Regions from separate parts of the Mus musculus genome. Here regions 2 and 3 are each linked to region 1. The links are chromatin contacts, called in public promoter capture Hi-C maps. All regions are on one chromosome and are shown on one strand. The core of a region is the stretch at or near the end of the contact, and the rest is flanking DNA. Distances in the headings are between cores, read along the strand shown.

Region 1 (3,357 bases), core at 377-2,876:
GCCCTCCCACAGGTGAAGACATTGTAAGACCATGGTGGAACACCTTTTGGTGGCAACCTTTTGGACTACCATGTTTGTTCCATCTGACCCAGGAGAGGGGTATAAACGGCTCTAAGGAGACTCCTCTATTCAAAGGCAGTGTCACTCATCAAACACTGTGTGAGTCTCTGCTTAGAAACAGAGAGAAATGAGAGCAAGCCAAAGGATAGAGGAGAGCAGCTAAGAGGCCGTCAAGGGAATTCACCAACACTGCTTCGGAGCCGGACCATTTGCAGTCACCAGAAAAGACGTCAATAGCAGTAGTAAGTTGGGCATGAACTGGGCACTGCTCCATGCTGCTACATGTGCCAGTCTGGGAAGTTCTTTCCAGAGCCCTAAGTACAGATGAAGCAGGGTGCTTGACTGTATAAAAAAAATTTCAGGACAGACAATATGAAGCAGCATGGGAGGGTTTAAAAATATTTATTTGCTATCATTAATTATGTATATGTGTGTGTGCATGTGTGTGGTGTGTGTGTGCATGTGTGGTGTGCATGTGTGGTGTGTGTGTGTGTGTGTGTGGTGGTGGTGGTTGTGCACCAGCACACATGTGCATGTGCAAGTGCCCACAGGGGCCAGAAACATCAGTCAGATCCTTCTGCAGCTGGAGTTCCTGGCAGTTGCAAGCTGCCCACTGTGGTTGCTGAAAATCAAACTGGGGTCCTCTGTAGCAGCAGATTGTGCTCTGAACAATTAAGCTGCCTCTCCAACCCTAGTGATGGAGTTTACTAGAAAGAGATTTTAAAAAACAAAACAAAACATAAACTTATATATGAGTGTGAATAGAGACACTTGGGAAATGGACATTACACACTCAGGTGTGGGCATGGACTTCCCAAGAGAGTCACAGCTAAGTTACAATTGAGGTACAACAGCCAACAGGTATAACTTTGGTAGCCTCTGAAGTTATAGCCCAAAGGGCTGCTAAGAACTTTCTCTTTTTTTGGTAGATGAGATCAGAGAGTGGTTCTTGAGGTTCGTTAAGGATGATTGCAGCTCATATGCTATCGCCCTTGGTCATGAGGATCCCACAAGGAAGTTGAGGTAGCTTTCACTATAACGAAATGTTTAGTCTTATTTGTAAGATTCTCAGAAAATTGCATGTTCACATCTGTGAAAGGAATTACGCCATACCTAAATATCAAATATTATTGAACATAGTCCATTGCTTTTTAATAAGTATATAAGCGGCATAATCCATTGTTATATTAATATTCTTTTTAAGATATCTCTGTACATAAGGAATGTTTTCTCTATAGGCAACTTTTCTTTGTTAATTATGCTGAAATTCTTGACTCTCAGCTTATAACATGTTCTGGATGGAGTTTGCAAAAACAGAAAATATTGCAAATGACCATGTCTTTTCATACCCTCTTTCAGGATAGCTCCTATCCTAATTCCACCACTTACTAGCTATGTAGTCCAACACACCAAGAAGACCTCTAAGGCTCCTTTCTCTCTAACATCCCCTCGTTGCCCCTGTTTTTCTAGCCCACCATGACCTTTGCCCTCGCTTCCTGTTGCATTCTTGGCCCTCCACTTCCTGTTGCATTTTCAATCTTGTTCCCTCTTTTAGAACTAGCCTGTTGTGTATTATGTAGCCAGGGACAGCATTCTGAACTCTACCCTGGCACTTCCTGAACCTCCTAGCTTATAAATACCAGGGCAGGCCAGAGAATCAGGGAGGAGTGAGCAAAAATTCTCAGACCAGCTGGGCCTGTCCTCCAGGAGGATGAGAAACTCCAAGACTGCCATTTCATTCTTTATCCTTGTGGCTGTCCTTGGGTCCCAGGCTGGCCTCATACAAGGTGAGTTCACTTGAGCCCTCTCAACCCAGGGGGCAAGTCTGTGAGACCTGCAGAACTGGAGGGGAGCTAGAGAAGGAGAGCACTGCCCTCCTGGAAATATTCCATCCTTGACATGGTGATGGAATTCCCTAAGAAGCAGCATCAAGTTATAGATCTGCCTCTGTAGCCTTTAGGCTCTGAAAGAAATGCAACACAGAGGCTGGCTCCCACTTGGGGAAATAATTATGCTTGACGAGTTTATTTAGCTGACACAGGACCAAGCATTAACTCATAAGAATAGGAGTAAAATTATAAGTGGGAGGGTAGCAGTCTTGCAGGAGGCATGATGGTTGAAGTGTCTGACACCACCTCTACAAAGCCATCATTTTGAAGAAGTGGGACAGGCAGGTAATCAATTCAACCCAAGACCATTTAACCACGCTGTTCTTTTATTTGACAAGTGCATTAGCTAGTGCTTCTTATGTGCTGGACAGACAGCTACTGTAGGGTAGATGTCATACTAAACAATGGGAAGTTGCATATTTTTTTTTGTACTGGAAAACAGTAAGCCATCAATGATTTTGTATATTTTCCCTCACTATCATGGTTGCTGTCATTTTATAAATAAGAAAACTATATCAGAAGTTTAAGATTAAGGCTAGTGAGTGGTGGGATTAGGGTAGGGACCAGCCTGGGATGGAGTATAGAAAGATATAGTCATTTGGGATCTTTTCTGGGTTTTGCAAGGTCTACCTAGACCCATGAAGTATGCTACAATGTATCTACATGCCTCCTTAGAGTACGCCATACTAATTACACCATTTCTGGGTGTCCTGGGACCCTAGACCCATGTGGATATCAAAATCCACAGATTTCATATCTATAACCCACACACATCTTCATCTGTGTGTTTAAAAAAAATCTCTAGATATTTTTAAGACTTAAAACCACTTAAATGTCAGTAAACAGTCACTATATTGTTATCCAGGGAATCATGGCAAAAAGTCTCTAGTGTTCCAGTTATATTTCAGGAAATGTTTTCTTGGTTGACTCTGTGGATGTGGAAGCTCCAAAGACGTAGACCAACTCTATAAAAGAAATCAGCTAAGAACAATGGAAGATGATTGCTGGATAAGTTGATAGCTTAATCCTTACTGCCAAAATCATTCATTTTTGCTTTGGTATAAGAAGTGAATGCCACTATTTTAGTTAGACTTATTCTGTTTTTATGCATGCACATGTCTGAGTATGTGCATGCACACCTGTGTGCAAATAGATGCCTTTGGAGGACAGAAGAAGGTGGTGGACCCCCTGGAGCTGGAGTTACAGGCAGTATAAACCACCTGACATGGATGCTGAGAAATGAACTCTGCTCCTCTGTAAAAGCAAAAGTGCTTTAATTATTGAACCATCTCTCCAGCCACTAAGGATCAACTTTTAAAGCTATCTGTTTATCTGTGATAACATAACTATCAGTTAGAAGAAAAGGGAAATTGGGAGGGAGAAAGGAAAGGAGAAAGGAGGGATGAGG
Region 2 (3,357 bases), core at 535-3,034, 150 kb before region 1:
GTTGCTTTGTGGTGAGAAAGCTGAAGATCTCTTGTCCCTAATCACAGTCGTTGGAGCAATCATTAAATATTTATGGTATTTTGCTGTATATGAAGCATTTAGGAAGGACATGGATGTAAAAAGGGCCTCTTAGAGCCTTCCAATGCAAGTAAGACTTATGTCTAAGGTACTGGAGACAGAGCAGTGTTTCACAAGTGTCCTGCAAGGTAGTTCTAGAAGACTCAAAGGGCTCAGAGGAGATAAAACATTATTTGTTGTTCGTCAGAAAAAGTAAGCCTTGGAGTACAGGGATATTGTCAAGAAAGAGTAGTGGGGGAAAGCAGGAGGGGTGCTGTGTGGAAAGATGCAAAAAGTCACAAGGGGAAATGTAGTAGGGTGGAACTTTGGGGAGGTCCGTGTGTGACCTGGGACACAGGACCTACAGAGGCACTCCCAGGACCAGAGACTGACTCTTCAAGTCCTACCCCTTAGACATATTATCTGCCACTCCCAGTTCCCCTGGAATAGGAGGAGTCAGGAGGATTGGCAAGTAGAGGTCTGGGCGAGTTTGGGAACAGGAGAAATAAATGTTGCAAAGGGCAAGCAGGCCATCAGGACCTGTGGATTTGGGATTTCACTTAATAAACTGAGAGAAGGTCATTTGGGAGGATTATCTGCTGCAAAGGCATAGACAGAACCAGGATCCAACTAGTAAGCACATCCAAGAAGGAAGAGGGGGTGGAGAGGGCTTCTGGGAAGCTTTTGCAATGGCAGGGCTGTGGAGTAATCAGGGATGGACACAGTGAGGCAACAGAGGGCAAAGGACGGAAGAGATGCAAACTGTTTCAAAAACAGGTAGTTGATGGAGTGAAGACGAGAGGCTAAACTCTATCTAAAGACATTTAGGGGCAAGCATTCAGTCCAAGATAATCCAGGGCTGGCTGGCTGTAGGATAGGGGTTGTGGGGTAGGGGTGGGCAGACAGCATCAGTCTGCAAAGGCGAGACTTTATTACAGAGGAGAGTGTGTCAGGAGTTTGATGAGGCTGTGGTCACAAAAGGGCTAAGGGAAGAATGGGCAGAGGATTAAGAGTAGTCCTTTGAGGCCAAATAAGATGGGGTGGATTGTGCTTGTAATCCCAGCATAGCAAGATGAAGCAGGAAGATTGCCATGTTGTTGAGGTCAGCCTGGGTTACACAGTCAGTTCCTGGCCAGCTTGGGCAAACATACAAACAAACAACAATGAAAACCCACGGCAACAAAACCCTTTCTGAGAATAATATTGGTAAAGAAGATTGAGATTGACCTGTGTCTAGCATAATTACAAGAATATTTTCTGTAGACAGGTCAAGGTAGACGCCAGTAGAGAAGGAGACGTCTGGGAGAGGGAGCTTGGCTGAGGAGCAAGCAGGAGGGGGGTCCAGTCAGGTGACCCAGGGAATGGAGAGAGGGAAAGCAGAAGAGGGATTCTGTTCTGGGGAATTCAGAGGTGACCATCAAGGAGGATCCTAAAGAGAACTCTTTCCTCCAGTTTCTCCCTCCTTCCTGCACACACTGGTTCTGGATGTCTTCTCACCCCTCACTTGAGGAAGAATAGTGCAACCGTGTTTGCCCAGACGTACCTAAAAGCTGCAGAGGTCTCACTGCAGCCTGCAGCTCCTGTACCTCTAGGCTGAGGGTGATGAGGGACACCAACAGAAGGAAGGCTCCTAGCTTCATGCTGCTGCTGAAGGATGTTAGCCAATACGCAGCAGGGCCAAGAGCTGCCAGAATTTAAACCTCTTCACCCACTGAGCTAGGCAGCAAGGCTAGGGGCGGGCCTGCACACCACAGAAGCCAAAGCCCCGCCTGGAAACCAGCATTGCCAGGGACACACACTATGTATGTCCTGGGTAGTGCCATCTTACTCAAGCCAAGCTCCGTGCCACAGAACACCCTCTGTTCCACAGATAGTCCTCCTAAAGTTGGAAAGCTGGGGTGGTAAGGGACTCTCGTTCCTTTTCAATGAAGTATTAGAGATCTACTCTGGGCCAGGAATGAGCTGTGATAAGGAATGTGTCCTCAGGGAATGACAATCCAGGAGCTGGGTGTCAGCTAGGACACCATCTGCTTTTGTACTTCTCTCTCCTTGCTCTAGGACAGTTGTTCCTGTAACTGAGGGCAGGGAGAGACCGTGGGAGAGCCAGTGGGGTGCGGCCACCTGTTGAGGAGACAGTAAGCCAGCGTCGTTCCCTCTGCCTTGATGCCATCATCTCTGCTGTTTGGAGCCTTCATTTTGGGGAACCCCAGCTGTCAATATCTACATCAAACCCTCCCAGGATGCCTCTCAGGCTGCACCACTGCTGTGCGACTTGGAGAGTGAGTGGGGTGAGAGTGACAACTAGCCCAGGTGTGAGCTTTCACTTCTTCCTTCTTGTAGACACGCCTGCTAATCCAGATGAGTGATTTGTAACTCAGACCATCTGTGGTTTGGGTGCCAGGGGAGATACCCTCTTCTTTCCCTGGTGGTGGGGGAGGAGCACACACAATGTGTCAATTTGATACAAGCTAGAGTTCCCAGAGAGAAAGGAGCCTCAGTGAAGAAGAGGCCTCTATGAGATCCAGCTCTAAGGCATTTTCTCAATTAGTGATCAATGGGAGAGGGCCCAGCCCATTGTGGGTGGTGCCATCCCTGGGCTGGTGGTGGTCCTAGCATCTCTAAGAAAGCAGACTGAGCAAGCCAGTAATCAGTTTCCTTCCATGGTTCTTGCCTCCAGGTTCCAGCCCTGCTTGAGTTCCTGTCCTGACTTCTTCCAATGATCTGGCAGTGTAAGCCAAAAAGCCCCTTTCCTCCCCAACTGGCTTTCTGGTCATGGTGTTTCATTGCAGTCATAGAAACCCTAAGTAAGACAAATACTGTAACTCATAAAATACCTTAACATGAAATGAGCTGGAAGCAGGGGGTAAGAGGGAGAGGGAGAAGTCACAGGATCAGTTTGTTGTGCCTTTGTAGGTGTCTGGGAAAATGGTTTATTTCAACAGTAGAGGGCAGGGGCCCTAAGTTTAATTCCTAGGAACACACACGCACACACGCACACGCACACGCACACGAGGGGAGAGAGGGAGGAAGAGAGGACTATCATTTCACAAGGACTATGGTTCCTAATTCTGGAGCTACAGGAAGAGTCTCTTCCTTTCATTTGTCACAGATCTTACATGCCACAAGCTGGAGGTCCTCTGACAAACAACTGATGCCATACACTGCTAGCTCTCTCAAGGGGGTTAGAAGACAGAGTTATGGGCCGTGCAGAAAGTATTTTTGCAAGCTGCTTTAACTCCACTCTGCCTAGCCCACTGGTGTACAATTTCTGCAATAGTCCAAAATCTGGTATATTACTGA
Region 3 (3,357 bases), core at 438-2,937, 130 kb after region 1:
GCAAGCCCAGATTGGACTTCAGCTTGGAGTCTCCTCTCAGATAGGAATCCCTTACTGACACTTGCCCAAAGCTCCCTGAGCCTGTGTTTTTGAGCCTGTTAAAATCCACCCATTAGGCAAGGCTACCATGTGCTTGCCATATCCATAACTCATATACATACCCTAAAGTTGCCAGCTAAATTATAAGATGCCCAGCTGAACTTTGTCTCAATTGATCACGTCTAGTATGCCTGTCCCACACACCATATGACATCCACCCATGTTGGACAACTGTTAATGTGATTCTGAAGTTTAGTTGAGGACTGTACTTTTATTGGCTATCTCTAGTAACTCCCTCCCACTCTCCTTCAGAATCTCTTCTATGGGCCACCAAAGCTTGTCCACATTTTGTCTTGTTCCTACTGAGAATTTACATTGTAGGCCATGTAGGTAGACTGAAAGCTCTCAGAGGACAAAGCTCAAGCTCCAGGCATCACTTCTGAGGAGACTCCCCCACTGCATAGTTAAGCAAACCCATCTCCAATTCTGCTCCCAGCCGCCTCTGGCACAGGGATTGTCTGCCCAAGGGAAGGGTGGCTTTTTCTCATTGGTCTTTCTCCCCAGAGATGGGTGCCCCCTTTTCATTGGTTAGTTGGAAGCTATGGGGGAAGAGGGTGCTGTTTCCAATTATTGCCGCAGGGAACGCCTGTTTATAAAGATGGGGATGTGTAGGCAAAGAATTTTTTCCAATTCCTCTACCCCAGTAGCGTCTTTCTAATAGCACAAGACTTTGAGGGTAGTTGAGGCCCTGAGCCTCGGGTTATAACACTGCATTACTTTTTTTTGTTTAGCGTTTAATAGAGTTCAGATTATTTTTACAACCCTCATCCGACCCCAGAAAGATGAAGTCCAAATGTCCTGGGTTCATTTGCATTTTACATATGAGTGGACTGAGATAGCAACCTGTGCTCACTCTCCAAGATAACACTTTTGCTCAGTATGTGTGGAGCAAAGGCTGTCAGAGAAGTCTTTCCACTCTGTTCTTACACACTGTATAGGCTATACAGTCTTTTGCTCTGTGTGCCCTTCATGTTCATACTGTTCTGGGAACTAAATGCCAGATACTCTCCTACTGATGAAGATCATCGACACTTGAAGTCGATGATCCTTTACCATGGGTGGCACCACTGAGCCCTGCTGTTTGTGTTCTGACTGATACCAGGCATCATGCAAGCTTACTAATGTACAGGCATGATCTCATTGAATCTTCCCTCAAACGCCAAAATCTATGTATGTATGTATTATCCCCATTTTCCCGTGATAAGAGGTTCAGAAAAGGTGACAAGACCACACAGCTTTCTGGTGGCTGGGTCGCAGAGCATTTGACTCAGAGCATTTCCAAAGGAGCCCTTCTCAAACTCAAGCCCCAGCTCCCTGACCCCAGTCCTGGCTTCTCTTCCCGCAGTCAAGTGTCTTGCCCCTCGCTTGACTGAAATAGGCCTCAATAGGCCAGGACCCCTCTTTACCAAAGTCTTAAATAACTGAAGGACTAGGAGTCCTATCCTCCCGCGCCCTTTTTGGGAAACTGGAACCAAGCACAGAGTTGCGGCAGGAGCCGGGAGCGGCTACACCGCTGGCGGAAGAGGCTAGGGCTGGCAGCCGGGTTGGTGGGTGGGGCGGCGGCCGGCACTCCCGCCCCTCTCCGCCCCCTCGGTCCTCCGGTTGACTGACCCACAGGCAGGCATCGCGGGTGCCGGACAACCTCGGGCGGCGGTGGAACCAGGCGCTAGGGACCCTGGGGACCTGGTGGGTCCGCACGCGGGCCGCGACGAACTGGCATCCGTGGGAGTCGGGCACAGCTGACCACCACCCCCCAGCAGCTCGCTGCGATGGTGGCTGGCGTGAGTCTCCTGCTGCGCGCCCTGCCGCTGCTGCTGTGGGGCTGCCAGGACGCACAGCCCACCCAGCACGGACTCCCGGAGCTGCGCCAGGAGGCAGAGGTACCGGGTGTGCCTGGCGGAGAGGGGGACATCACCCGCGGTCCCCTCTGAGCGACCATTTGTGTCCCTTTGCCCTGACAGCTTACAAAGAAAGAGACAGGACAGAGTTACTCCCTAAGCCAGAGTTGTTGGGACTACACAGGCCTGCAATCCCGCATTAACTAGCAGGGTCAGGACACAGCTACCAGACAGGACGGGCAGGCTAGAGCCCGGAGAGAACCCCACCTTCACCGCTAAGCTGAGGTGACAAGCTGCTCACCGATCAAATGTCTCCACACCTTGAGTGCCTTGCAGAGGGTACTGCTGACTGACCAGAGTGACTGTGGCCTCCTGGCTTGCACTTTCCTACTTATTGAAAGCAAGCCTTTTAAACTGCTCAAAACTAGTTCGATCTGTCACATGGGACTGCAGAGGCGAGTATTAGGGAGCTTTAAATAGTGGTTTTGGACTAAAAGTGAGAAAAGAGGAAGAGACAGGTGAACCTCAAAAGATTTCTCATTTCATTTTCCTCGGTTCTGCTTGGCGCGGGTAGCACAGTGGAACCTTTGTGAGGTGAAGTGAGGTTGGTGTAAAGGGTGTGTTTTCTACTTTGTGATTGCACTAGCAACAATTTCACGTGTGTGCGCATACACACACAGATAGACAGACAGACAGACACACCAAGAAGCATCTGTTTCTTTTCTCAAGAATAGGACCTAGGTCTCCATCCACTATTGTAAGAAGAGACGGGAATAAGCTTTCAACATTTGAGTCCAGCTTCTGTGCCCAGACTTGCTCCCCTGCCCTGCTTCTCCTATTTTCACTAGCTCCCATCACTGCTGGGGAATATCTGGAAACGACCTTGTCTTGACAGGTAATCCTCTCGGGCTCATTCAGCTCTCCCTTTGCAATAGAGGAGGCAACGCTCCCCTTTCACATATAAGGATTCGCTTGTCTCTCTGGATTTACTCTTACAGCATCAAGAGTCCTAAGGTCCCAGGGAAGGCTTCTGCCTACAAAGCCAAGTCTTGCTATGAGTCCCACCCCGCTTCCCCTTAGGCAATCCCTGGCAGAGGAACAGAGACCGTATCTCTGCTGCCCATGCCTGTGGTGGCCCCAGATGGTGAGAATTTCATCTTGGGGTGTGCTTGGGAAACTTAGTATCTAGCAGACTGAGTCCCTTTTGATCTGTTTAACATAAATTGGGGGAAGGGGATTTTAAGCTTTGGGCAAAAAAAAAAGTTTTAAAAGTATACATGCGCCGGGTGTGGTGGCGCACACCTTTAATCCCAGCACTTGGGAGGCAGAGGCAGGCGGATATCTGAGTTCGAGGCCAGCCTGGTCTACAGAGTGAGTTCCAGGACAGCCAAGGCTACACAGAGAAACCCTGTCTCGAAAA

The links. Promoter capture Hi-C pulls out the DNA fragments that hold promoters and counts their contacts. Capture Hi-C pulls out chosen DNA fragments and counts their contacts.
Region 2: a contact with region 1 is called in a promoter capture Hi-C map of macrophages, with 6 read pairs. The contact joins the promoter of Wfdc21 here to the promoter of Ccl6 in region 1. A contact is called at or near these places in 25 of 39 promoter capture datasets (the 3T3-L1 cell line, 3T3-L1-derived adipocytes, the C10 cell line and 15 more), 1 of 15 datasets of contacts at CTCF or cohesin (the NIH/3T3 cell line), 4 of 484 Hi-C or Micro-C datasets (LSK cells, bone marrow-derived macrophages, embryonic fibroblasts and 1 more), 12 of 115 datasets of contacts at active chromatin or transcription factors (the 230-238 cell line, the HPC-7 cell line, cardiomyocytes and 6 more) and 5 of 9 other capture datasets (adipose tissue, embryonic stem cells, liver and 2 more).
Region 3: a contact with region 1 is called in a promoter capture Hi-C map of adipose tissue. The contact joins the promoter of Mmp28 here to the promoter of Ccl6 in region 1. A contact is called at or near these places in 2 of 9 other capture datasets (adipose tissue and liver).

Annotation. Positions count from the first base shown.
Region 1 is chr11:83,591,356-83,594,712 of GRCm38.p6, reverse strand. Ccl6 (chemokine (C-C motif) ligand 6) reads left to right here and starts at 1,626. Exons shown (of 4, transcript NM_009139.3): 1 at 1,626-1,847. The coding sequence starts at 1,772. All of the region lies in intron 1 of E230016K23Rik (RIKEN cDNA E230016K23 gene), which reads right to left.
Region 2 is chr11:83,745,367-83,748,723 of GRCm38.p6, reverse strand. It overlaps Wfdc21 (WAP four-disulfide core domain 21), which reads right to left and starts at 1,784. Exons shown (of 3, transcript NM_183249.2): 1 at 1,601-1,784. The coding sequence starts at 1,697.
Region 3 is chr11:83,461,370-83,464,726 of GRCm38.p6, reverse strand. It overlaps Mmp28 (matrix metallopeptidase 28 (epilysin)), which reads left to right and starts at 1,687. Exons shown (of 8, transcript NM_001320300.1): 1 at 1,687-1,979. The coding sequence starts at 1,869.